Regions from separate parts of the Zea mays genome. Here all the other regions are linked to region 1. The links are chromatin contacts, called in public Hi-C maps. All regions are on one chromosome and are shown on one strand. Each heading gives the region's core, a stretch centred on a gene start, on an enhancer-like site or on the middle of the called end of the contact. The rest is flanking DNA. Distances are from core to core; before and after follow the strand shown.

Evidence for each region. A called contact is a pair of places that touch in the nucleus more often than the background predicts.
Region 2: a contact with region 1 is called in a Hi-C map of ear, with 3 times the contacts expected there. The contact joins the promoter of LOC103639212 here to the promoter of LOC103639216 in region 1. A contact is called at or near these places in 3 of 25 Hi-C or Micro-C datasets (ear, leaf and tassel).
Region 3: a Hi-C map of leaf shows a contact between it and region 1, with 6 times the contacts expected there. The contact joins the promoter of LOC100381811 here to the promoter of LOC103639216 in region 1. A contact is called at or near these places in 3 of 25 Hi-C or Micro-C datasets (ear, leaf and tassel).
Region 4: a Hi-C map of leaf shows a contact between it and region 1, with 6 times the contacts expected there. The contact joins the enhancer-like site here to the promoter of LOC103639216 in region 1. A contact is called at or near these places in 2 of 25 Hi-C or Micro-C datasets (ear and leaf).

Annotation. Positions count from the first base shown.
Region 1 is chr9:140,822,596-140,829,847 of Zm-B73-REFERENCE-NAM-5.0, forward strand. It overlaps LOC103639216, which reads right to left and starts at 2,705. Exons shown (of 1, transcript XM_008661987.4): 1 at 1,452-2,705. The coding sequence starts at 2,235. The coding sequence ends at 1,642.
Region 2 is chr9:140,605,281-140,612,532 of Zm-B73-REFERENCE-NAM-5.0, forward strand. LOC103639212 reads left to right here and starts at 2,873. Exons shown (of 2, transcript XM_008661984.4): 1 at 2,873-3,446; 2 at 3,550-4,038. The coding sequence starts at 3,252. The coding sequence ends at 3,903.
Region 3 is chr9:141,024,783-141,032,034 of Zm-B73-REFERENCE-NAM-5.0, forward strand. It overlaps LOC100381811 (phytochromeB2), which reads right to left and starts at 3,787. Exons shown (of 4, transcript NM_001174606.1): 1 at 1,621-3,787; 2 at 131-938. The coding sequence starts at 3,787.
Region 4 is chr9:140,632,584-140,639,835 of Zm-B73-REFERENCE-NAM-5.0, forward strand. It overlaps the pseudogene LOC109942354. Among protein-coding and RNA genes, the nearest start is that of LOC103639212, 28 kb to the left of the region's middle. Within about 2 kb of position 3,163, at least 20 of the 20 cell types and tissues checked have an H3K27ac peak or open chromatin away from gene starts, as enhancers often do. A contact at or near this core is called in ear and leaf, where this site is marked.

The DNA.
Region 1 (7,252 bases), core at 1,455-3,954:
TAGAAAGATAAATAAATATGAAAATCAATAAAGGAAGAGCGAACGAAAGAAATAATTATAATAAGAAACATCCGTATACGGCTTGTGTCTTTACATTTGCGTCAGATGGTAACCGAGAGCAACAACAATAATCTCATGTATGTATCTTGGTTGGGCCAGAAATTAAAGAACAAAGGCCCAAGAACAAACAAAAAACGATTAACTGTAGCCCATATAATGGTAGCGTTTGTTTTCAGAGTCAGGGCTACGTCTTTAAGAGCGGTCCTATCTAAGATATTTTGTAAAGTTAAATAGTTCAATATATAAACATAATTTTTAATTTTTAGAATCACTTCGTTTTACGTAGAATTGATCTACAACAACAAATTAAGAACGGAACAACTTTATCTCACCTAGAGATGTCAATAGGGAATTCCCCACCTGGTTATAGCATCCCATACCCATCCCCATCATGTTTGATCCATCCCCATACCCGTCCCCATACCCATCATGGGTACAAAACTCATCCCATACCCATCCCCATTCGGGTTTCGGGTCCCCAATGGGTCCCCATCCCCAATTAAGGGATAACTAGGTACTAACATGTAGCACAAACAATCTAGATTTCAGACATCACTACAACGACAAGCACTCATCCATGAACCATGATCCATTCATCCATCCATCAGAAAAGACATAAGTACTTCGGGACCGATAGAAGAAATGGAGAAATGGAGTTTTCTCGCCTTCCTTCGTCACCATCTGAGTTCGTTGGCGCCTGAGAATCCATGGTCGTCACCGTCGTCTGGGCAGGGCGTAGCATATGGCTGGTTATTTTAGGGTTTTGTTTTTTACTAGTCTACTAGTTGCCTTGTTGGGCTAGGACCTGGGGCCTGGTGCACTGTCATGCTGGGCTTGGTGGTTGGCTCGGCCTCAACTCATTCATACAAACACGACAGGTGTACACGTATGAAATACCCATGGGTAATCGGGTTCGGATTATTGCTTCCCAAACCCATACCCGTTTACCCAATGAGTGAAGATTTTGTCCCATATCCATACCCATGGGACAATTTCCGTCCCATACCCGTACCCTAATAGGGGAATTCCCCATGGGTTGACGGGTATCGGGTCCCATTGACATCTCTAATCTCACCCTACTTTAGAACCCAACGCTACCAAAGTGGCGTCCAAGACTTCATCAACGGCGAAGCAGTGGCTCCCGGCAGGCTACTATCAGTAATCGATCAATCGAATGAACATGAGCAGTCGATTAGTTGCGATAGGACATCGACAGATGATCCTGTCCTTGAAAATTCGTGCATGTAATTGCTAGCTGTAGTAATATGTCGAAGGTCCTTTCTGTTGTGTCGTCCAGCCTATCTTCACATTTATTTGGCTGTACGCCTGTACCATTACATTTGCAACGGCCTTTTCACTTTGTAGCACATAGTACATACATACAGCAAGCATTAAGCAAGCATGAACTCCATGTAGCTCATAATAATTTCTTTATCTCCACAAAATATAATTAAAATAGTACGATACAAAGTAATCTTTCAGCTTGCTACCAACGCAGTGTATATATACCGTATAAACCATCGTATAATGATGACTGATTAGACGTATTGCAGCATCCTTATTCTGTTATTACTATGATCGCTATTCGCTACGCAGAGAGTATGATCCCGGATATCGATCGGTATAGCTCGACTCCACGTCCACGCACCCCTGCGAAGGGAATACCGAGCGAGTTCGAGCACTTGCTTCTGCTTGCAGCTTGCACCACCATGCATGCATGTGAGACGCTGATTCAGACACCGCCGCCGATGCCACCTCCACCTCCGCCACCAGCACCATAACCACCGCCGCCGCCAGAGCCAGCACCTGCACCACCACCGTAGCCTCCACCAGCGCCTCCGCCGTAGCCACCACCGGCACCACCACCAGCTCCTCCGCCGTAGCCGCCTCCGGCGCCACCTCCTGCACCTCCACCGTATCCACCACCAGCTCCTCCACCATAGCCGCCTCCTGCACCGGCACCTCCGCCATAGCCGCCTCCAGCGCCACCTCCTGCACCGGCGCCTCCGCCAGAGCCGCCACCCGCACCTGCTCCCCCACCAGCTCCTCCTCCGCCACCAAGACCACCGCCTCCACCGGCACCACCACCAAGCCCGCCTCCTCCGCCTTCACCACCGCCGAGACCTCCACCGGAACCACCCCCAAGGCCGCCGCCTCCGCCAGCACCTCCGCCATAACCACCTCCTCCACCGCCACCAAGCCCTCCGCCTCCGCCTAAGCCACCTCCAGCTCCACCACCGAGGCCGCCTCCACCACCTGCACCCCCACCATTCCCTCCTCCAATCCCAATTCCAACCCCTACACCGTGCCCAAGGCCACCACCAAGCCCAAGGTCACCGCCACCGCCACCGCCTCCGCCATATCCTCCCCCGCCACCAACCCCACACCCACCGCACAGATTCTGCTTCTCCAAGGACCGCGTCTCGGCGACCACCGCAAGAACCACCAAGACGGCAAGCCCCAGAAGCTCCATGTTCCACACACCCCTCGGCGCCCTCCCCATGTCGGGCTAAGCGGGAGTGCAGTAGCTAACTAGCTACAGCCAAGTAGTACGTAGTGACGCTGCTCCTCTGGAGGCTGGAGCGATGGACCTGGACGAAGAAGACGGAGTTCTATGTGAGCTTATATAGCGGGGCAGAGCCGGCAGAGTGGCGCGTAGTCGCCTGCTACCCAGTTAAATGCGTACCGGTTGCGCGCGCGCACGGCCTCGCGTCCACGCTTTCAGGACAATCAGGTGGTGAGCGGGCAGGCACTAGCTGTGCAGTGCTAGCTGGGACTTGGAGAGTGCAGGGGGGACGAGCCCAACACAGTTCACCGTGGGGCCGGTGTGGTGAGCCACCAGGGCCGCGCCGCGCGGTGCCGGTGCGGCACTGGCGCTGGTCGATGCTGCGACGTGCGTGTTCCCTTCCCCCTCCATCACGTCGACGGGGGAACGATGATGAGAATAGTTGATCGAGACACATTTATGTCGGCGCGATGTGTGGGACGACGGCATAACCACTCGCGCACATGCCAGAGCGACTTTGGGTCTTCGGCTGCCGGAGGGATCAGGGATGCAATGCATGGCATGAACAAGAACGGTGTAGAGCAACTGGCGAGTGCTGTGGCGAAGAATGGCGTGTAATATCGGTTGTCCCATCGACATCTAAACCAAAGTGATCGGATGGGAGGTGAGATGAGGGGAAAGTTCGTCTCGAACGTGAGGAGATGGTCGAGCTTGTCGTTTACCATTAGCATGTCAGCATGGAAAATGGAGGGCTGTCGATCGCGCTGATTTTTTCGGCAACGGCTGCTGAATTCGCATTCGTGGTTTTCGTTGCTAATTGTTGTGTTGGTCGACGGAGAGAAATAATCAAGATAATTAACATTTTGATTTTCCATGATATTCATTCAATATTCATATCTCAGGCGACGCTACTATAGACTTATATCTGGAAATTAATGAAGATACAAGTCTTTGTCGTCTGCCTGTAAACCGAATTAAATTAAACCACTCCTAACTTCCTGGCAATAGTGACAGTTTTCTTTATTGGCAGCAGAACAATATATTATCATCATAGTTCTTTTTTAACCATATCCATTCTTGTTTAGAACTTTGCTAAACGATGTTTCAAATTTCCCACCACGTGATCTAAAAATCACCACTTAATTACCAATAACGTTACCATATTAATTGTTATTATTTTTTCCATTAATGCTTGGTAACATATATATGTACTAGTTAAATGCCCGTGCGTTGCAACGACATACAAATTATTCAACAAAACGATAGTGCACAACGATTACATGGTAACAAACACATATATTATCATCGAAACATATATTATTATCGGCCTTAGTATCTCATAGTTTTTTTTGCCAACAATCACCCTAACTACAGTTCTTAATTGTGTATAGAAACCATATTAATCTAATAGTCCCTTTGTTCCTATTCCTCGTAGAAAAGAATTCTCAGTCACAACATGGCTGACCGGTTGTTCCCATTGTCTTTAAGCCCATGTATCTTGTGTTGTTGCATCTTCTCGTTCAACCCAATATGGAGGAGAATGCTCATGATTTCTTCGGACACCATAGACTGAAGCTTCTTCTTGAGTTCCTCACAACCTTTTACATGAAGAAGGATTGGAATTGATATCATAGTAGGTAGAAAAGGTAAAAATGAGCTAGTAATCACCAAGAAAGCAAAAAATATCTGAGCACTGGGAAATTTTGGAAAGGCTTACAGTGTCCACACGAAATTAACATGGGATGTATCTTGTGCTGCTGTAGCTTCTCGTTCAGCTCCATATGGAGGACAATGCTCTTGATTTCTTCATTGGACACAATAGATTGTACCTTCTTCTTGAGTTCCTCATAGCCTTTTACCTACAGAAGGATTGGAATTGATATCACAGAAGGTGGAAAAGATGGAAATGAGCCAGCAATCACCTGAAAAGCAGAAATATCTAAACACTCGGAAATTAAGAAAAGGCTTACAGTGTCCTCGCACGAAATTAACATGGAGAGAAGAAACTTGTGTGCGGTGAGAGATCGAGTAATTAAGATAGTAATTTCTACATGCCCCACGATACCACACTATAAAACTAAAATTTTCTAGTCATGTCGGTAGCTTGGCGAGGAGTCTTACTGGAAGCGAAGTGCTTGGCCTGGACCGCGTCGGTGATGATGAAGAACTCCTAGATCTCTTGTGTTGGTGGCACGATCAGCTCTGCAGCCAGCGTTGCCAATCTCCTTCACCACTAGATCCGACTCTAGATCACTAAGCTCGCCCTTCGTCTCCCTCCTGAATTTTCCAAAAAAACAGGAGCAAAATGATGTGGTTATCGATAGTCAAAATAAGTCAGATCCTTTTTAGGAGTAGGGAAATGCAGCTTAGCATATACGAATGTAAAAGAAATAGGTAGAGTAATTACATGGTTGGCAGAGAGCTATTCTATAATATATGGAGCATAATCTCCAAGGAATTGAAAGTAGTTTAGGATGGGATTCAAGACTGCACTTGTCCACTTGTCTATACTTGTGAGAGAGCAAAAAGTAATTGTATTAAAAAACAAGGTATTTCCTAAAGCAGATCTCCCAAATCTTTCTTGTTATCCTATCCCAATGCAAGGATGCTGATTGCTCTATTCAATCACAACATTATCAAATTGAAATGTGCAAAATCAATTAAGCTCACTGTCAGCATCTGGTGTTTGAGAATAAGGTTTTATTTTGGTTCCTCCAGCTTGATTAGCAAATTGCAGTTGTGCAAAAGCTGGTGATGCTGTCTGTGAGCCTGAAACTCAAAGGGAACAAACAATTAGTCTAACAGGTAAAAATAGATGAGCTAGCCAGTGTAAAAACAATTGAAAAGGGAGATCTACAATAAAATGGGAAAACCTACCAAATGCAGGAACTGGTGCACCAAAGGGTGAGGGAGTTATTCCAAAGGGAGTGCTTCCAGAAGAAACTGTTGTTTGTCCAAAAGATGGTGAAGAACCAAAACTGAACACGCTAATTGATATGCCAAATGAAGGTGAGCTTGAAGATCCAAAACCCAAAGTAGTATGACTCACACCAAATGTTGTAGTTCCCCTGTGTACCGAGAAATCAAATCAATATGGATGTCAGTATATAGCTCCGAATCCAATCAGAGGTTAATTAAATCTGAAAAGGGAATGAAGAGACCTAATAAATATCAGGATTTCAGATGTTGTAACAATGCGGATTTGTAATTTCACAAAAAGAACATATAGCATAACTAAATTTGAATTGGTAGGTTTGTCAGGCAGACTGAAAGGGAAATAGGCTCACACCTTTTCCTAAATGATTTTGGTGGTTGAATTGCCCAACACAAATAATTGGACTAACTAGTTTGCCCTAGATTATAAGTTTTACAGGTGCCAAAGGTTCAACACAAACCAATATCAAGTCCAAGAAAGGGTTCAAATAAAAAGAGCAAAAGACAACCGAAGGCAACCCTGGTCTGGCGCACCGGACTGTCCGGTGCACCACCGGACAGTGTCAGGTGCACCAGGGAGAATCAATCCAAACTTGCCACCTTCGGGTTTCTGGAAATAGCTCTCCGCTATAATTCACCGGACTGTCCGATGTAGCGCTGGACTATCCGGTGTGCCAGCGGAGTAACGGCTATCAGCGCCAACGGTCGTCTGCAAAGTGAACAGTGAACAGTGAATAGTGCGGACTACGCGCGCAGAGTCAGAGCAGGCGCCAGATGGCGCACCGGACAGTGAACAGGACCTGTCCGGTGCACCACCGGACTGTTCGGTGGCCCACATGTCAGAAGCTCCAACGGTCGAACCCTAATGGTTGGGTGACGTGGCTAGCGCACCGGACAGTGTCCGGTGGCACACCGGACTGTTCGGTGCACCCTTCGACAGCAGAGTTTCCCAACGGACATTTTGGTGGTTGGGGCTATAAATACTCCCCAACCACCACTCTTCAAGGCACCCAAGCATTCACTACTCCTCATTCAATACAAGAGCAATACACAACACTCCAAGACACAAATCAAAGCCTCTGATCGAATCAAAGTCCACAACTCAACTCTAGTTTTTAGGACTTGTGACAAGATCGACTTGTGTTCTTTTGTTGTTCTTGTTGCTTGCACTACCGGACACATCTCCTTTGCCGAGTGTCTCAGACACTCGGCAAAGGCTATTTTACACTCGGCAAAGGCTTTACCGAGTGTAACACTCGGCAAAGAATGCTCGGCGAACTGTACATCGACAACAGCCTCTTTGCCGAGTACTTTTTGTCGGGCACTCGGCAAATAATTTGCCGAGTGCCATTTGACACTCGGCAAAGAAAAGTCACCGTCACGGCGCCAAGTGACGGTGACGGATCCTTTGCCGAGTGTCTTCTTTGGCACTCGGCAAAGAGGCCAATTTTGCCGAGTGTCTGCTGTTGGAGACTTGTTCTCAAATGCTATGAATCAAAAACAAGGCAACATAAAATGTTAAATACCAAAAGCCCTTCGTCCTTATAATCATTATTTCCCTTCGGATATAATGAATTTAGGACGAAGGTCATGAAAGGAGTACCTTCATGATCATGATAAAAAATAAAGAACATTCAAACAAAATACAGAGGGTAGCATAATTTCTGTAAACATTATCATTAATATATTTATATTTATATTACTTGTGTAGACAAAGATAAATTACAAATGTACCTTCGGCTTGAAGGAAAG
Region 2 (7,252 bases), core at 1,623-4,122, 220 kb before region 1:
CTTAAGGAATAGTATAGATATAGATTTGCTTCTTAATGGGGGAGCCACATGGGCGTCACTGCTGCCTCATCGCTACGCTACCGCGATATGCCAGTACGTCTTTCTACGTCACACCGGTGACACGGGGGACGCTGTCCGGCTGTCCGAATCTTCTTGCTCAAACCATCGCGGTTTGAGTACTCCAAGCAAGTGCCGGTACTACTTGGTTACCGATCCGATCTCCAATAATGAACCATGAAAGTTAAAGTTTGTCCACCGAAATTAGCTAAGTTATGAATTTATAATAGTTATTTAAGTAACATAAACTGTTGGCAAGTCTAAGCCATTTCAAATAACATAACGAGCACAAAACATTGGTAAATTAAACCACTCTTAACTCGGATCGGATCCATCCAATGGATAGTGTTTTCAGCGCTACCTATGGCCCCGTTTGTTTCACCTTTTGGCCACCAGAAGCTGTTGTAGACTACCGAACGCTTAACGTTTCATCCCGTTTATATCATAACCACTTTAGACAAACTCGTCCAAAATCAATGTAAACACGGAACCATCTGAGTCGTTGCGAATAGTTGGAAACCGCTATTTTCTATATCTTAAAGCCTATGAACTCTTTTATCTACCTCCGCATGTAATCTCCACGATACTCACATTCTCTACAACTAGATTCTAAAAAAAAGTCTTCAGAAAAAGTTGAAACAAACAGGCCCTTAGGTTCCTAAGTATCAACATCTCCAGATAAGAGTCCAAAGAACCTATGCATTATAATTAGTTAAAATGACTAAAGTTTGATAAATTTCGACTTAATTAACCAATTTTTGGTAGAATTGAGTAAATTACCTAATTTATGCTACAGTGACTACGCTAGATCTTCTACTTTGTGAGAGTTCAACTTAATTAACCAAAAAGTGTGTTTGAGTTGGAAGAATTTGGGATCACTCACTAGCAAAGGCTAGCACGTTCACTCTCACTAGTAGAAAAAAGCTCTATGCATGCAGCAGGGAAGAAATTAGGAAATAAAATGGTCCGACCGATCCAAAGAATCGGTCAGTGAAAACATGTTTTTATTGGCGATTATCGCCATAAGAAATTATATTTTCACTTGCGGTTTCTTAAAGGAACTGCCAGGAAAATACACATTTTCTTTTGGCGGTTTTCTTTTAAACTTGCAAGCAGAAATAATTTGAAATCGATTTTTTAGTTTTCAAATGACCTCGTTTGAAAAAAATCATCAAACTAAAAGTTGTAGATCTCTAAAGTTATATTTTTAGTAGTTTTCAACCTTTTCATTTGAAACCATTTGGGCTATCAAAATTGCATTTGCATTTGATAAATTATAAAATACAAATTTTGCAAACAAACTCGGATGAGAAAATACCAAAATAAAACTTGTAGAACCCTAAAAGTCATGAAATTTTCTAGTTGACTAGTGTTTTTGTTTGAATTCGTTGACCGCCTCAAACAACCAATTTGTACTCGGTTTGTTCTAATATATGGGGGAAAAACTACTATCTAGACACAATCCAAGTCATGGTTGGTCTGGTAGAGAAGGCACACGCAAGGGTGAGGTAGCGCGAGAACTTCGACTAAGACGGCCAGACGAGGTCTCCTCTAATTTTTTTCTATTTTAAGAACTCATTTTATATTTTTTAGAAATTATTTATATTGGTGGTTGTCTTAACTGAACCGCAAGTAGAAATCAATTTCCACTGACGGTTCTAAATTCTCTGCATGTGAAAAATTATTTCTACTAGCCACTAATACTAGAGGTTAAAAAAAAACGCCATTGTATATAGGTTTCCAACCGCCACGATAGAGATTCTTTGTACTAGTGGGTGGACATGTCCTTGAACGCAATGAGGAACGTAGCAACCGACGAAACCGATTTAGAGACCAATTAAGCTATTGTTGTTCTCATTCTTTTCGCCGGTAGACTCCTAAAAAGATCCATCTACGAGGAACACGTTGTGTTAGATACCTCAATGGACTGTGGTCCTCGTATATAGGGAGGGAGTGGTGTTAGAGCAGCAGAAAACAACTCGAAAAACATGTTTAGCAAGTTTCTATGCAGTAGAAAATCCAATTAGATCAGAGTTTACGGACGACCTATAACTGGCTTCAATGCACTCAGTCTACGCGAACATGGTGGCTTGCACGCCTTCCACATGTTAGAAAACGACCGAGCATCTAGAAACCACAGTAAAACGTCAGTGCACTCGATTGGTTGGGTCAGGTCCCTGAGAGAGCGAGCAAAGCCTCAACGGTGCCATGATAGCGTCGAGCAACAAGTAGTACGCGGCAACGGTCGTCCATTGCCAATGTAGCATGCAATGCAGAAACACATATCACATATGGATGATCCAGAGCCAAGTCCGTCGCTTCTCTCCCAGTTGCACGCCATTGGAGTGAGAGACAGAAAAGATCCGACACTTTTTCGTGACCTGCGGTTGGCCTTGGGCGGGCCTTGGCGACGCGCACCATACCGGTATTTACGCCCGTGGCATCATCATACCTTTGTTTTTTTTGGTGTTTGAGCGTACACAACCACACGTGACCACTGCCGATCTACCCCATAAATAAAATAGGGAGTACATATTCAGCGTGTACGCAGTACCGGCAGTCTTCGCGTATCATCGTGCACCAGCGTGTCTCCTACGCAGTCCGGTGCGAAGATCGACCGACGAGCACAGACCGAATGGTCCTGTTGCATCTGAATATATAATCTCACCTCAACTGCTCAACAGTCACCAACCTGTCTGTCCCTGACGGCTGACGTTCAAATAATGCGCCCACCCTGTCTGTCACCACCACACCACACGTCCACGTAGGTTCTGGGCAACGCAATTATTCCGCGTGGTCGACCGATCAGCCAGCCGGCTGGAAGAGAAAGAGAACCGTGGACCGCGGCAAACGGCGTTCGCGCGACGAGACCGGCCGGCCGGCCGGCCGTCCCGGCGCGCTGCTGTGATAGTGCAGTGCAGTGCAGCTGCACTGCCTCCTGCGGTACTGGCGCGCCGTGCTGGGTGCGTGTCCTGTGGCGAGTGTCGCGTCCACGGAAAGGAAAACACTAGAAAGACGTGCCGCCCCTCTCCGACCGCTTCTCTTGTTGGTGGCTCTCTGCCTCTGCATGCAACATGTGGTGGCGGCACTCTCTCGCGTGGCATGGCAGTCAGTGCCGCCCCCCCAGCTCCCCTCTGCGGCAGTCCTGCACGTACGTAGGCTGTCCTCCGGTCGTTTGAAAAGCGGTTCAAGCAATGGAAGAGGACCGCGTCAGGACTCAGGCATCAACAGCTGCTGCTGCTGCTCGCGTTGAGAGGCCTGTGAAGCTGCTGCTGCTGCTCGCGCCAAGCCATCCCACATGCACCACACCTGCTCGACGGAACCTCTCAAAGGCGGCACATTTACCAGCTCCCGGAAGGGGCGAGGCGAAGGTATTCATGCCAAACCAGGTACCAAAACCAAGTCACCAGGTCATCCGATGATGCCTGCCATATGACGGGCACTTCATCGCCCTTTCCTTTCTTCCTCATGTACGACGTGCGTGCTTCACAGGCCGGTGCAGAGGCAGCAGGCTGCGTCAAGCGACTTATCGGCACCAATCCCCCCGTGGATGATGAATCTGGTTCTGATCGATCCAGTCCACACGAATTGGTGCCTGGATCTTGCGCCGCGATACCTCATTATTTGGGCGCCACTGCCAGTTTGCATCACCGTGCCTTTTCCCCGGCAAAATGCTATGGGTGGCAGCATCCTCTGGGCTCTGGCGGCCTGCCCGCGTACGTGCCTGCCACAAGCCCACAAGGCTTAGCTCTCTCTCGACTCCGCGAGGCAACGCCTGTCAGATCAGATGCCACATTGAGCCATGTTGATGGACAGGTTTATTTCACAGAACAGGACTGTTTCTGACAAATCTGGCACCCAAATAGTCGAAGGGAGGGTTAGGTCATACACTCATACTCGCTCCATATTTTTTTTATCTGACGTTTGTAGTTTTTTTTATATTGTTTCACGTCAAAATAAAAAGATGGAGGTAGTACAAAAGATCGCATGTCTGCTGATTACCAACAACCAGCTAATGGCAAGCATATGGTCCAGAAACAGCCTACGTACGTGTACGTAGAGACAAGACAACTGCTGCACCTGTTATATCTATTTTTTAGTCGAGCTATCTAAGATTTGATCAAATTTATAAAATAGAATAGATCCATTTATAAAAGATTGCAGAATACAATAGTATTTTCCAATTAATCAAGCTAAAGTTATGGTTTAAATCTACTTTAGACCGTAACTGCTTGTAGCCCCTCTTTTCATTCGCTGTATCAAATACTTGCCTACATGAACTAAAAGAGCCCCTAGCTAGCCGCACCGGCGTAAAACTACAGCGAACAGGATTCCATGACGAACGACGACACTCGTTTGGTATCATCAATGGTAACATGTTTTCGTATGGTCAAATTTAAAACGGTGTGACTCAGCACTATACTATAAAACCGCACCTTTCTACAGTTGAAACACAACGTTATTCAAGGCGGGGGAGTCGCAAAAGAACTGGGGAGCCAGCTCAGAAGCGGCCACCACCAAATGCGAGTCACCCAAACGAAATCATGGATCCCCCGTGCTTTCCACCTGTCCCAAAACGCGATGCTGCGGCCACGGACCATGATGGATCGATAATTGCATAGCATAGCACAATCAAATCATTCATGTATCAGCAACAGAAACCATCACCGCGATCCAGGGAGGAGCTACCACTAGTGTTGGTTGTAAAAAGAACGCCAGCTAATCTTGCTCTTATTGTCTGTCTCCGAACAAACAAACAAACAAAACCGACAGGCCTGCCGCAATGCAAACTGATAAACCGTGTCACCATTTTATTGAGACCAGCACAACATTTTCCTGCGCCATTCACAGATGTTCGAAGATCACAGTAGTGCACGGATACCATGGCCAGAACTGAGTTCTTCATGGCACATGCCTGCACTCATCAATCATCTTGTTTTATTCTTTGAACGAGGAGCATGTGCAACCATGGTTTGGGAAAAAAAACAAGCTTCCACTGTCAGAGAATTTGAGCTGCAGGCAGTGTTTCGTATCACATGCAAGGCACCAGAACCCTTTGCTTGGAATAAAAGTATAAAATTGTTCGATTCAAACTAGCACTCATCAATGATTAGGGTTAACAGGGTTCCAACAAATGGACTCCATACGGTGTTCCAAGCAACTAATGGACTGACAATAATAAACTACTACAATTAATAATACCTGTTGTGCAGTGAGGGGACATGATGAAAGCTGGGTTACAAGCGGCATGTCATGTCAGCCATACAGCATACAGGGGAAGTCAATCTTGAACAAAAAAAAAACACTTACCAAAGGATGAGGACGCTTCAGCCTTCCCTATGTTTATTTCCTTCTTTGGCTTTGTCTGATGACTTGGAAGTGGTGGATCATGTTAAGGAACGACAATTCTGGCTGGAAGAATTTATGCAAGGCTCAAAATCGTATGAAGTTGTATGCAGCTGCACATCGTACTGAACACAGCTTTTCCGTAGGAGAAAAATAGAAAATGGTTCTGTTAAAGCTTCAACCTTACTCTCAAATCTTGGTGGTCAACCGGCACTGCCACAAATTGGCTTACAGGGTTTTTTTTTGGTCCCTATAAAAGTGCTGGAGAAGATAGGTGTTGTTGCTTACAAACTAGAGCTACCGAGTTCAAGTAATTTTCATCCGGTTTTTCCATGTTTCACCGTTTCATGAACGCCTGATCACTGGTCTTCAGTGATTTGCTTGACAGTACCGGATTGAAAAGATCTATCAAGATTCACGAACGCCGTTTAACCTGGTTAAACGAGGCGACGCAGAAACCGTTCAAGCTCGTGTATCTTTGGACAGGACTTCATGATGCAACTACAACTTGCGAAGATTATCATGTGTTAAGATTGAGGTTTCCTTACCTTATGCAGCAACATGCATGGGGGCACGATGCATCTTCAGCCGGGGGCAGTGTCATATCCCAGTGCCCTGGCGCCGTGCCGGGCGTGACACAGACACAGTGCAAGACGGCGGGAACGATTGAAGGAGGCCCAGTTGAGATGCGCGGGAAGGAGTAGGGTATACGGCCCATCGGCCCAGCTCTACGACGGGAAGTACAGAGTATATTTAGGGCCGGTTTGAGAGAGCTTTGCTTCAAAAACTTTAGCTTTGGTTTTCCAGTTTCACTATAAAACAGCTCTAGCAAATTGTTAAGGTGAGTTCCAGGAGCGTTTGGTTTGTATATGGACTCCAACTTCTATAGTACAATTGATTTGTGTGAGTTTCCTTGATTACCCTTGATGATTAGTGGGTTGTCGCTAGAGAGAACGGAAGTTGTATGTTGCGTAACCAGTGGCATGGTGGGTAATTTTCGTACAGCTTCATGAGGAGATATAAAAACAGTGTTTTTGAAGCACCCTCTAGGGAGCTTCATGAATTTCATGAAACGTGCCTCTAGTTTCGATTTTTTTAAAAACTAAAGCTCGTGGAGCTGGACCTGTTTGGGTTGAAGAAGTTCAAACGAAATTGAAATTCTCGAAGTAAAGCTCTCCCAAACAGGGCCTTAAGCTGGCTTGGGAAGGAAGTTGAGCACGTCGTTAATTGTTTCACCTGTTCTACCTCCCTCTCACGATTCACGAACTCTATTCCGCTCTCTTCTCCTCCAGTCCTCCCCTGCTTACTTTACTTTGGATGTAACTTGCTACGTTCATCTGAATATTGGTGAAAAAAAAGTGGAGACAAATCGTTCCATGCCACATATCTTTCTGTTTTCCTCTGATTTGGTTTGGGTTCTGCATTTATCTCGTTGCGATCGCTTGCTGTTCGGTTCGGATACTACACATACATATCCAAACAGTCTTGAAGTCAGCTCATCAATATTTTACTAGGTCAGTACCCGTGCGTTGCAACGAGAACATATAATATCATGATAACTTATATACAAAATGTGTCTTATATTGTTATAAGAAAATATTTCATAATCCATTTGTGATCCTAGCCATACATAAATTTTGTTATTTTAATTTAGTTGTTTCACTACTACATTGCAACCATCAGTATCATGCAGACTTCGATATATGTCATGATTTGCATGGTCTCATTATTGGAGAGCACGTGCCACACCTGCCGGTAAAAGTTCCGTCGTACATCGTTAGTCATCAGGCACGCACCACCATACACGCTTGCTTAAACAAAAAATGCAAGTGTGTGTTTGCAAAGAGAA
Region 3 (7,252 bases), core at 2,537-5,036, 200 kb after region 1:
TAGCACCAACTAAAATTTAGATTAAGGCTACTCCAGGCTCAAGTTAAACGAATATGAATGATCAAATGTAAATATTCAATGCAAATATTCGAGAATGGGCGAGCATAAGGGTAAAGCTTAGAATGCTGACCCATCCTCAATACTTTTGAGACTGGCATCCTTAACAATCTTGGACATCTGTTTCTCACAAGCAGAGCTAGTTTCAAGGAACTGCCTCTGGTCATCATTTAAATCAGTCATCTGCAATAGAGAGTTGGTAAACCGGATGCCACTAAGAGGATTCTTTATCTCCTGGCAAATATAGGCCAATTCTTTCATCCTTGCATAACACTTCTTTTCTTGTTGTCTCTGAATCTCAAATGCCTGCTGTATTTCAGCGCTTGCAATCTGCAAGAAACAAAAGGCTCCAATAGATTTACCATCCATTTTGCTCCTTGTGTTGGCCGTCAATAAGGCCTGCACATACTTTCCATTCTTGTCGAAAAATGAAAAAGGGAACTTCTCAGAATCATGTCCTTCTATAGCATTGTGAATGACAACCATGAACTTTGTCAATGCATCTGGGCCCTTGAGTCGGCAACAATTTCCAAACACTTCTCCAATAAGAAACTTACCGACAACTTCCTCTCTAGACCATCCTGTAAGTTTTTCCATGGCTGTGTTCCATTCTGAACAAGAAGTGTTCTCATCTGATGCGAAAATTGGGGGTAGCAGAGGATTAGGATTGTGTACAATAGCTTTGTAGTCCCCTTGTATGTTGATAAATTTATCCATGACCACCTTTTGTCCTGTAACATCTTGTCCAACAAAACAGACACCAACAATATTTTGTGTGTAATCTCTGCTGGAACAAGCATTGACAATAACAAATATTGCACCCTTAGATTGCTCTGACCCAAATGTCTTCAGCTTTATCTCCACATTTTTGTCTTCCTCACCTGTATGGGAAGCAACTTCACAAATTAGCACTCCCCAGTTGAACATCCATCAAAGCTAGCTTAGCTTAGCTACATGCATTGGTAAGTAGGTCAAAATAGTCCTGGGGGATAAACAATGTACTCCTGTGAGTAGCTAACACAACCTCTGGTATAAGTCTCATATGCTTACTTTTCACACATGAGCATTCCTATCTGCTAATTATAAGCACCAGTTTCTAAAAAACACTGTGAAAATGATTGAGTAAATTTGACGGTAGTTGCTAGTTTGTCTCCATTTTCTATATAATTGTGCACAAAAAGAAGTGTGGCTAAGAAACTGGGTATATCTATTTAAAAAAAACTTGACTGACATAGGAGGGCTTTTAAATTAAGAAGATGCATGCACAAATTAGCCTCGACAATGACTTGAACTTGGGGGATGTGGGTCTAGGCGTACATCCACACTATCAACCAACTGACCTAGGCTCAGCTCCTTCAAATATACATTTTCCAGGAGTATATATACCACAAATTTCAATACTTGGTGTAATAAACATGTATACATCGTGTCCATACACTTTTTGTTTATGTCATATACCTTAAGAGATACAACCAAGAACAGATAATATTTTCCTCAACAGCACTTCTCACAAAACATAATATAAAAGCAATAGCATCCATATAAGAAATGAAAATGGAATACCTCTTAAAGCTCGCGAGAGTAGCTTTTCGACTATATCATCACATTCCTTGAAGATAAGATCATTTACCAGAGATTTGCCCATTGCCTCCTCAACTGAAAGGCCTGTCAACTCGGCAATCTTTGCATTCCACCCATTTATGCATCCATCAGTATCTACTGCAAATATGGGTACTGTTGCTGTCTCTATCAATCGAACCATCTCTCTTGCTACAGAGCTAAGCTCATTTATCCCCCGCAATTCTAGCTCCCCAAGTTGACGTTGTCCATTGACAATGGCTTTTGAGTTGCTAGTGCCCTCTGCAGCATCTCTGAAGGAGTCACGCAATATGAGCTGCAAGGAATGTATTGCGTCCATTTCTGCATTCTCCCAGGACAGGCTTCTGCTTTTAACCACTTCAAGAAATGCCTTGAATGATGACCGTGGGTGCATCCTCTGACCATCATCCTTATCCTCAGGGTGATGTTTTGCGCCACCCCATTTGATCTCTTTAGCTGTGTGTGACCTAAACCAAAACAAGTAATCACTTGGTGTTATATAAGCCACCGCCATTCCACACACAGCATCCCCTAATGCAACAGCACCAAGGTAGCCTGCATCAGCAAGGCTATCTGTGCTGAGCCCTGTTGAGTCCCCATGACACACCGTCAACCACTCGATAATATCCTTAATCTGAGACTCGGTGGGAGTGACACCCAATGGGTAGTACTTCCCACGATAATACAGTGCAGCCCCATCGCACTTCACAAGGTCCATGACGCTGGGGCTCTGCGTGATGATGCCAGCTGGTGAATCTCGCAGTAGCATGTCACACAATAGCGTCTGAGTTCGCAAAATGTGCTTCTCTGACAGCTGGTGCGCAAGCTGCAACTCCATGTTGAGCTGCAGCCCAAATGCCTGCATGAGAAACTCGCAAGCATACCTCAATGGAAAAGGGATACACCGTGGTGATGTATGGTGGCACACCACTAACCCCCACAACTTCATTGATGAGGAGATGGCACCCCGACCTGTTCGCTCGTCGTCACCACCACTGCTAATGATGACTGCCATAACAAGCGACGCAATTGACCCCATGTTCGCCATGTACTGTGCATGGCACCCGTGCGGAGCGCGTAGCGTGGAGCCTACCAAACACAGCTGCTGCGACAGCCCAGGATCTTGTATGACTCTCACCGGGATGGCATGGCAGTCTGCGATCATTCGCACGCGGTTCTGCTGGAACAGGAACCGCGACGCCTGGGGGATATCTGTGGCGGGATAATGCAATCCGAGGTAAGGCTCAAGGTTATCGCGCCGGCTCTCTGCGACAACTTCCCCGTGCTCGTCTTCATGGAACTTGTACACCATGACACGGTCGTAACCAGTGAGCTCGCGAACATGCTCCACGACTGTGTCGCATAGGAGCTTGACGTCCCCGCCGGGTAGCGCCTGGAGGCGGGAGATGGCGCGGACCGCGAGTTTCTGGGACTGGACTGCGCCGGCGATGGAGAGAGCGGGGTCCTCGGTGCGTGCGGGCTCGAGGTCGATGACGACGCCGACGTCGATGCGGTGGAGGATGGCGTAGAACGGCTTGGAGGAGGCCCTGGAGTGGATCCATAGCGGGTTGAGCAGCGATATCTCGCGCGCGGCGAAGGCGCGCTCCAGCAGGACCGCGGACGAGGGGGAGAAGTAGAGGCGTGCGTCGGCACCAAGGGAAACAGGGGGCAGCGCCACGGAGTCGAGCGAGGGAACGGAGTGGTGCGGCGACAGGTCGAGCAGGTCGGCGGCGTTCTCAGAGAAGGCGAGGAGGCGGAAGGAGGAGTCGTCGGCGACGGCGAGCGTGCAGCCCAAGGGCTGGATGTGGCCGCCGCGCTGGATGCGTGAGAGGTAGGCGGCGATCTGCTGCTCGGAGGACGGCGTGGGCGGCGCGCGCAGCGACTGGGAGTAGTCGAAGCTGCGGCCCGACGCGCCCGACTGCTCGAACACCGCGTGGAGCCGCGCGTCTAGGTTGTACTGAGCGACGGCCTTGGAGACCGACTCCGTGGCCGCAGCGCCCCCGCCACCTCCTCCCGCGCCTGCGCGGGACGTGCTCCCGCCCGACGACTGCGAGTGGTGGTGGTGCGCGTGACGCGGCGCCACGCGTCGCGCGGAGGGGGAGCGCTTGGGGGGGCGACTGTCCGACGCCATGGCGCTTGGGGGAGCTCTCACTGGATTAGGCGGCCCCGTCCGCCGGTCTTGTGCTCGTCAGTCGGCTCGCTCGCCCCCTATGTGTTCGTCCGATACCTTAGCTTTGCTTCACCGTTCCTCGCTGCGCTCATTGATTCACGAGGATAAAATAAAGAAGAAAAATTTGGATCCATACCATTAAAAGATCACCAATTTAGATCTATACCATTACTATCTCACTTACATGTGGGTCCACATGAGTTAATAACACGTGGGGTCCATGGTATATATCTAAAGTTTGGATCTTTTAATGGTATAGATCCAATTGTTCCAATAAAGAAGTGGGGATGTAAAGTGGGGGGCGTGGAGCCAAGGATATTGCGCGCGAGGCGATGCGCCGATGACGATGGCTGTGATGGGGATGGTACTAGGGGATCGGGGCTCGGCAGGGGTTCAGGTCTGGAATGGATTGCGCTCGCGCTGGGGCCTGAAGTGGATGCGGATACTTTCGCCTTTGTAGGCTTGTAGCTAACCGCTGAAGACGGGGATTGTGCTTCCTTTTTCTTTATTTATTCTTCTTTTTTTTAAAGATCCAATGACCAGTCTTGCGTCGGGTACTCCTCCGTTCCCGTGTATAAATCCATTTACATTTGCTATAAGTTAAATAGTAAAGTGTTTGTAGGTTACTATAGTTTCTACTTATTGCTAGTACGTTGCTATGATTTCTATTTATATTTATGGTGTTGTTTGGAAGCACATAATTTTAAAAAAACTGATTTATAGAAAATAAATTCTCAAGTTCTTAAAAACCAAGAAGCTACTCTCCTCTAACTAAAACTAGCTTGTGTTTGTTTAATTGCATCACGCTCTCATTGATTTCATAGAATTTACATCTATTGACACCACTTATAAAAATAGAGAAAAGATATGTTGATAATTGTGTATAGAAAAAACTAGAAACCGATTTCTTAGAAATTGAGTTTCAAACATCTCCACCAAACTTATTTTCATAAATCAGTTTCTAAAAAACGGGAGACAGAATTTGGTTTTTTTTAAAATCGGTGTGCTTCAAAATATTTTCTAAGTGTCGAATATAAAATACAAAGATATATATGCTTAGTTGGCTAGGTGAATAGGAATATCGGTGTAGAGTTGACAACCATCAGGCCCGTGCACAAGCCGGTGCATCCTGTTTGGCTGAACAGGCCCCCCATTTATTTGGGGCCCTAACTTTCCGTGTATGATCTATTAGTAATTCTAATTAGATTATTAGGAACTAGAATGTAAATCCTGCCGCGTGCAGCCTGCTAGACGGACACAATATATCTTTCTTTAATCATTTCTCCTATCGTTCGACGTGACCTTGTTTCGCCTGCTGCCTGATGGGCGACGATCACAGACATTTGTTTCGCCTGCCACCAGCGCACAGCGTGATTCTACCGTCTACACTACACTCGTTCGTCGTCCAGCGGTAGACAGCCAACGCGGCAACAACGATCTCCCTCCGTCACTTGCTTTGTGTCTTGATATTTAGGAAATAAAGTGTTCAAATCATAAGGTACCTCTAACATCCTACTGTATACATGTATATTTATTTGCTAACTTTGTTAGTAAAATAATTTATTGATTATTCTATTTATCTTGTATATATGTATATTAAATATTGTAGTATTTTAAGATCCAATTATCGATGCCATGTCTTTGACCAATTGGTCTTTGAAAATATGATTCCGGTTACTAAAAGCTTTGAGAGTGGATTGTTGGATAAGATTGAATATGATCATACCATTAAGAATCTATTGCAAGGAACACAAAGAAAATAAAATTGTTCAAGTAAAATTTATATAACCAAGAGTTTAATAGGTATAATTTTCATAAATTCCATTTCTATATAATACATTACAGCATTTATGTTTTTATAAATTTATATTTTAGTGATTTTGTGATAAGAGCCTCTATTCAATAATTTCGTACGGGGCCTCGATTTTTACTGGCACGGCCCTGACAACCATAATTTGGATTCTCATTATACATAATTGTATTATTTTTACTATTTAAATGTAAGAAGCACGACCGTATCCAATCTTGACAACAGATATCCATACCTTTTATATAATTTGGCGTTGCTAATTTTATTATGAAAAGTGCTTTTACAATGTATAAATCTTTTTATATATATTCTTTCAGAAAAAAAATGTTTTAGACAAAATAACTTATGATTAGAACTAGTTTGAAAACTCTATTTTTCAAGAAATTTATATTTTTCCAAAAAGAAATAAATTAATTTCACTTGAAACAATAAAAATAAAAAATGGAGTTTTCAAACTAGCCCTCAGAAAAGGTAGTTAGAAAGTAAATTACGCCCTTACATATGTCCTTCTCTACTAGTATAAAGCACCAACCTCTAACGTTGTTGTCGTGTGTGCAACACTTTTGCAAAAAAAAAAACTTATACGAAAGAGACTGAGACCAAGACAAAGCAAATGTTGTGTACAAATACCGCCACATCGTCGCCACCTCTGCATCGACAAAATTGTTTATTTGAATATCTCTATATTGTCACTCGTAAAAAATACCCCACTGACATTAGCAAAAATAAGACCACAATATGAGTATTCCTTGCTAAATTACAACACCAACACTATTTTCTTCGTGTCCTAATTTATAATTCGTTTACATTTTTGTGCCAAGTTTGATAGGCTCATCTTTTTTAAAAAGAAATAAAAAAATCAAAGTTATACCTAAAATATGTTATATGTTAAATGATGTCATAGTAAAATTAATGATAATTAAGAAAAACTTTGAATTCAGTCAAATTTAGAGTAAAAAAGTTGAAAGAAGTATAAATTGAAATGGATGAAGTATTATTATTTTTTACTTCAAATATAGACACAGTAGCTGTCTTAGCCCTGACGCGTAGCGTTAAGCACGTTCGCTCCGCACACTCCTTGATCACATTGTACTAGTTAGGTATCCGTGCACCGTACATTGGATGCAACTGTTATATATTTTATCTGTACACTTTGTAAATATATCTTATATTTTATAACACAAATTGAGCTTGGGCTGTAGTTGTTGAGACACGAGGCTTCTATCTAGCAGGTGGTGATGATGGGTTCGAAGGCCATTATATAGCAGGTGGTGATGATGGGTTCGAAGGTCATTTCGCGTACGATGGCGAGACGCACGACGATTTTCACAAATATAGTAGAGATAAGATTTGAATTGTAATTGATAACGTATCATGCCTGTTTATTTCGGTTTGTTACGAGCTTTTCGTCTAAATGTGAAGATAATCTGGATATCGTAGAGATAACATGCGGAAAGAAGATAAATTTGTGCATATGGTTTAGGTTTTAAAAAGTGACGGATTCCTTCTATCACGATGACTCAACCAAATATAACCAAATATATGTTAACATTAATTTTGAATGATTTTCACCAATCAATTATTATAGAAATATATTAAAAAGCTGAATGTTTGAT
Region 4 (7,252 bases), core at 1,913-4,412, 190 kb before region 1:
GAACTACATTTTCAGAAAACTCAGCCCCTTAAGTTTTGCAATTTGCATATTATACTGCTGAAATTACCAAGTGAAAGTTGCAGGGTGGTTGAAATATATCAATTACTAAGCTTAAGCATGACACAACTCCATTAAATATTACACATCTTTACCTACACATCAAAAGGTGCAGTATTTAAGCTGGTGTTATCCAGAGCCACATATTGGACGAGATTCTGAGGCTCTGTCTAGTGGCTGCATGTGTCTAGATGTTACAAAGCATCACATAACAGCACAAATCAATATCAAAGAACCTATCTCATATAGTAACTTAACAACATGCTATTATTTGGTGCTGTCCAGACATCACATAACAGCACAAAGCACAATCGAAGAACCACTCGCTACTATTGCACAACAGGCTCACAAACTCAATCACTCACTACCTAACTACGCATCACATTCCAGCAGCTGTCTGGCAGGGATCAGAACCCGACTCCAGTTGCGTTCAGTGGCAGATGGCGGTCCTTCCAGAAGCAAGCATCGGGTGCCAACCGTGCTGATGATCGCATCGGCTCTGACTTGCACCTTTTCAGAACGAACGGGGCGTAGGCTGCCGCATTGGTGACCGGCGGCAACTCCAGCTTCGGCGTCTGTTCTGTTGTTGCTGGTTTGAGTGCCAGTGTATTCTGGACAACTGGACATGGCATGGGCACAGCTGAGTTCACCGTCGATGGATCTTTGCTCTCTTGTACATCTTTCACAACGGTGCTGCCATCAGCATTCTCCTTTTTTACAGTCTCCACTGTTCCAGTAGCAAAAGCCTTCTGTTGCCTGTGGTTGTAGTTATTCTTGCCCTGGTAAGACTTCCAATGGACGAAGTCAGTGCTGCAGACCCATGTCTCCTTGGAGACCTCCATGGAGAGCTTTGGCTCATACATCATCAACATGAGGCAATCTGGTAACTCGCCACTCTTCTTCCTCCTCTGTATCACTGGTCCGGCCCCACCTTCACACTCTTCTGCTCTAGTTTCTACTTTCTCTACTTCTTGGTTGATTTCCGAATAATGTGTTTTTCCTTCTCCCTCTGCATTCTCGGTAGTTTCTTCTTCCTTTCCATCATCACAGGATTCTTGTCCTTCCTCTACACTGTTTGGAGCAACAACAACACAATCTTTCTCTGACTCTGGCTCAGAAGAAGTCTTCTTCCCCTTTCTGGATGCCATCAGCACCTTAGGCTCCGCAACGAGATGCTCCTGTTCAATCGAGAAGCTCCACCTCCGGCCATCTCTATCAATGGTGAAACTAGCTCTCCTTGAATCCTTGAAGCTCGAGAAGCTAGAACGCCGTGCCTCTGTCTCGGCCGAGAAGCTGTGCCGCCTGCCAACCCTATCACTGGACGATGAGGCCCTGCTGCTAGTGTTACCACGCCTCCTGCTACTCCACCGTCGCAATTTGGTGCGGTCCTCCTTCAGAGCTGCTGAGGGAGAATAACTGCTGATTGACCTCCTCCCCTTCATCTTATCTTCAACTTCCTCTTGTGCTGGAACTTCTTCCTCACTGACCACCATGTCCAGCCCTTGGTTTTCCGTCTCTGTAACTTCACCCAAAGAAACCTCCAACCCAGCATTTTTCCGAACAATTTGTGCTTCCTCTACTCCTACTAGATCTCTGCAGGATGCATCCTCCTTTTCTTCCATTAGATCTCCACATTTAGAACTCTCTTCAGCTTCTGTTTTTGCTTGATCTATCTCATCTGTTTCAGCGCCACCATTTTCATCACAACCACACTCTTCACATTTCAAGTCTGTGACAGAAACAACTGAACCGTGAGCTTCGTCTTTGCACTCCACTGGCTCAGCCTCAGCCCCAGCTTCCTCTTTCCCCTCTTCCTCATTGTCGTTGAGGCACCCAGACACCTCATTATCCACCTGTTCCACGGTAGCTGCAGCTGGAGACCCGCAGAAGCGGGTGGCAAGAGCAGCCATGCGAACTGGGTCTGACCGGCAGCGCATTAGCAGCAGTGCATTCCTCGGGGGGATGCAGACGCTCACCCTCCCCTCTTCTTCCTTCCCCACCACCAAGATCTCATCTTTCTTCTCCACCTCCACTTCCCCTACCATCACAGTCTTCTCCTCCTCGACATCCCACCCGTCCGATGCCCTCATCTCTTCTGCCGGCACAACCGCGGCTCCCTTGCCGACCTCGTCGTCGTCCTCCTCCTCCTGGATCGCCAGGAGGCACCTCGCCACAGCAGCACCGCACAGCCAGCTACCCCCAGCAGGAGCGCGCTGCCCCCGCTTCTTACCACGGTGTGCGTCGGTGGACAGCGCACCCCACTCGCCGGCTTCGCCAGGCCGAGACGATGAGCAGAGAGAGCGGCCCCCGCAGGAGCCAAATGTCTTGAGTGCCTCGCAGATGTTGACCGGGATCTGGTGCACCCAGCCCTGGTTCTTGCCCTGGGGTCCTTCCCGGTCGTCGCCAGCGCGGCGGAAGCTGGCCTCTGCGCTCCCGCCTCCGCCGCGCCTGGAGCGGGAGCGCAGCGCGGCGGCGGAGGCGTGCTTGGGCTTGCGCTTACCGCCCTTGACGCGGACCTGGCCGATGCAGGTGACCTTGGGAGACGAGGGTTCGGCAGGTTCGAATCCGCCCCGGCCGCGGCGGCCACCGCCGGTGGACCCGGAGGGGAACATTGGGGACTGGCCGCCCTTGAGGCTGCCGCTGTTGCGGAGGCGGCGGCTGAGTGAGGGGTGCAGAGGCGGGGCCGGCACTGCCTCAGCTCCGCTTGCGCTGGCACTGCCGCGGCCGGGGCTGAGGAGCTTGGAGGAGCTGGAGGGGCGGAGGGAAGAGTGCGCGCTGACGCCGGCGACGGAAGTGGCTGAGGCAGCGGAGGAACGCGAGGTGAAGCAAATGAAGAGCTCCGTGCCACCTCCGCCGCCGCCCCCAACCCGGTCCAAGTGCTTCTTGCGGCGCATGAGGGGGGTAAGGGAGGCCGGAGGCTCGTGAGCTCTCTCACTCTCTCTCTCTCTCTCTCTCTCTCGCTTTGCTGCAACCTGCAATGCCGCTGCTGGGCGCCTGCTGCTTGGGCTGCGTTGGTCCGCTAGATGCGGTCGCTGGTGGAGAGGGGAATGATTAGGGTTTGTTGGTAGTGGTGCGCTGTCAGTTCGTTGATGACTGTGACAGAGAGAGTGTGAGCTGTGGATAGGGGAGCTTGCAGGGTGAATTGTGTAGCATGGCCCACGGGGCTGTGGTGGAGGCCACACTGTGGCTCCGATATACGAGTATGATTATCATTTGATTGATCCTTCGAAGCGAGAAAAGAAAATTTGTTTTCTCTGCAATATTCTCGGAAAAGATAGAATTTCAGAAAGTCTTTGTTTTGTGAAAAGGTTTGAACATTTCATGTACACTCAAAAAGCTATTCGTTCAAGCAATGTTTGTTTGAGATGTAGCTCTAGTTTTTCTGAAAAACTGTTGCTGAGTTTTTTTTTTATCATGAGAAGGTAATAATATTTTTTAATTAGTTTGCTAAACTCAAAAAGCTATAGAAAGCGCATACAATTAGGTTTTTCAGTTTCTAATATAAACTTAATTTTTCTGAGCTTCTACCTTTTTGATAACTATACCATTGTTTGTTTCGACTTTTCAGACTGAAGACCTTAATATAGAGGACCTACACGCCATCTACGGCCCTTATTCCTAGTTCCTAGTGAGGATTTCATTGTAAGTTTCATCTTGATTAAATAGTTCGTCACAGTAAGGATGATAACATGGTAAAACATGGCAAAACATTTTAATAAGGAGAAATATAGAGAGATTTTTATAGAAAGTGAGAGAGTTTCGTCGGCATAAAACTCATGATACACTATTTTTATAGATAAAAATCGACGTGATATTTTTGAAAATAGTGCAATGAAACTATCCACCAGGAATAGCCTTATAGCCTTGTTCGATTACTCCATGTTTCATGGGAATAGAGAAGATTGAAAGAAATTTTAACTCTCTAGAAATTTAAACTCTTTTAATCATTTCCAACTATCTTAGACCTCGTCTAGATCCTTTGAATTGAATTCCATTCTAATAATCATAATTTAGGTGCAGATCAATTAAGTTAATTTGATTTTATATAAAATATAATTGTATTTTGTTATTGGTAATATAATAAAGATATTTATGTGTTACATTTATACTAGACGAGAGCAAGACGAAGAGCACGTTATAAAATCTATATGCATCTCATATGTGTGTCGGGATCAAGTCTCACACATATGATAACTCGGTGTACAGTATCCAATATCACAAAAATTTATTATAATAATAAAATGTATTTACAAAAATAACTAAATAAAATAAACTTGACGAAGATAACTTCTCTACATAGGCACTACGGCTGCCTAAATCTCTCCAAATTTATTGTAATAATCTTCCTCTAGCGGTACATGTTCATAATCTGAATAATGATTATAGCAAGGGTGATTACACCGGTGGGTACTCAACAAGCGTGTAGGAAAAAAGTGTAAAATAAGGCTTACCAATGAAAAGTCTAAAATTAAACATTAACTTTTAATTAAGGGCTTGTTCGGTTAGCTCTCAATCAATGTGGATTGAGTGAGATTGGATGTGTTTAAATCCTAAGCAAGTCAAAGTTTTTCTAAAATTTTTCTAATCTCATCTAATCCATATATACTGGGAATAACCGAACAAGGTCTAAGTTGTCAAACTCTCCTGGATGACGGATTTGGTTTCTAAAACCCTGTGCAAAATTTCAAAGCCTAAATTTAATAGTTTAGGGCTAGTTTGGAAACCCTATTTTCTCGAGGGTTTTTCGTTTTCCCAAAGGAAACTAGTTTATTTTCTCTTAGGAAATTGGAAATCTCATAGGAAAATAGTGTTGTCAAACTAGCCCTTATTACTACACTGGAGTACTGGACTGCGTGTTAAATCTCAAAAACTCCAAAGGTTATTTAACAAGATGACCGGCTTATGCGTGATCGAATCAGATCCCTTCGATCCTAGATCAACGGATCAGTTCTAAAACACCGAAACATTATCCTCCCGTCTAATAATGATCGTTCATCACGGATCTTACGGGTGCAGACTCGTTTTCTTCCTCGCGCGGAGGTCTGGCCATTTGCCCTGTTTTGCGGTGGCGCTAATGCCGGTGAGCGGTGAGCACGAACTCGCACACCGGTGAACCATGCCGGTGAGCACGAACTCGCACACCGGTGAACCAACGTGATACTAGACAGTGCTAATCCAGGCGGAGGACAAGGCGGATTAATTAAGGTAGGTAAAAATCACCGGCAACAGTGTCGTGGTGAAGCCGACCTAGGGTGCGAGGCGGCTCCACGGCAGTGTCTTCGCCGACGCAAGAAACATCAGCATGTGGTGCTCTAAATCCTAAACCGTGGAGTTCTACATGCACTAGAGAACCCGGGGAATTGGTCGAAGGGTTCTCATCGATGATTGGAGCCATGAAGATGTTCGACCCTGCCAATACGTGCCCCCGCGGTGGGAACACTAGTAGAAAAAGGGTGTGACACCTCATGTGTCTATTTCGCGTTATGTCGGGAGATTAATCCTAATCTCGGATACTTAGTAAAAATTTCTATTTCTCGATCGTGCCTATCTCTGTTTATCAGGCTTTCTCTCGGAAGTTCACCGAATTCAGAGTTAATCGATCGCGAGAAACAGCCAATTTTGGAGCGTGTTAAAACTTTTAATTCTCGGAACTAATGCAGACTCGAAGATCATTCTCGAATTATTAATCTCGTCTGAAGCTCTTTAAATCAAACTCTCGACGGCTGTTATTTGCTCTGAGCCCGAGACCAATTCCTCGAACTTTGATCAATGTCCGACTATTTTATCCGGATCCATACTCGCAAACGAAATACTTAGTGTGTCGATATCTAATTAATTATTATCCGACTTGGCCAAATATCTCTGTGTCCGAACCAAACTCAAAACCTGCTTCGACAGTGCTTTTTAAATATCACGATTCGCCTTCTCCGACTAAAAATCCAAGCCGACCAAAAGTTTGAGAGAAACATCTGTTTCTAAAATTTTGCACAAGAAAATTTCAAAGCGGAATCTCCAATGCGCTGTCCTCAAATAAATTCTTATCCGACTCGGCTTAATACCTCTGTGTTCGGTCCGAAATTCGAAAATCCATCGGCAACGATTTTTATTAATCCAACTCGCTTTATCTCGATCACGAATCTGAAGCCGATTGGTCTCAATTCATTTTATTCCTAATTGGGCAGGAGGAATTAATTTCCGAGCGACGCTAAACAAATCAAATTCCTAGTACGGATAATCCTTCGCTCTGTCCGACCGAGCACCGGCTCGCTCTGCCTTTGCACAGACGAGTTCCGCAGGAGCATTTTTATTTCGGGAAATAATTAGCGTTTCGATAATCCGTGTTTATTCAAAATACCATAAAATAAAATGAAAATAAATTAGCGCGGCCCGGTTTAGTGTTTGGGCCAGCCCAACCCAGCCCATTGGCCCACTAAAGAACCCTAACCCTAGGATTTCTTCTATAAATAGGGGCCCTCTCCCTTGCTAATGGGAAAATTTACATCTCCTACCCCTAGCCGCCACTCTCTTCTTCCTCCTCTACCACACGCACAGCCATCTCCTTCTCCCATAGCGCAGCAGCAAATCCCATGGCGTCTCCTTCCCTTCCTCAAGCCAGCCACCCTAGCTTCTTTTCCTCTCGCCACCAGCCATGGAGGTCGATGTCCCTTTCTCTCCCCAGCCTCTCTCTCTTCTGGAACGCAGGGAGCCCCATCCCACGACGCCATCTTCTCCCTGGTGTCCCACGGCAGCAGCAGGGAGCTCGGCGCCTAGCCCCTTTTCTATGGCTTGGACGCAGCAGTGCGGCGCAGGAGCTTTTCCGTCCATGGCTGTTTCCCCCTTGCCGAGCCCTTCCTTTCTCTGTGCTTTGGATGAGCCTCTGCTCCCTATGCTGACCTCCACCTTGCCATGGCGCTGCTCGCCGGGGATCCCCTGCTGAGCGCTGTCGTGGCCTCGCCGGGCTCCTGCTCGCCGGCGAGCCCATGTGCTCATGGCGCCTTCCCTGCCTTCTCTTTGTCCCAAACGTCCAGCAGCAGGGATCGGGTCAACGCCGCAGCGCCCAGCCATGGTGGCTGTAGGCCGAGCCCCTCTCCCAACCTGCGCCCTCCCTGTTTCCCTGGACGACGATGTCCCTTCCCATGCCGCTGCTCCACCACGCGCACTACCTGCTCGACGATATGCGCAGCCGACTGCATGT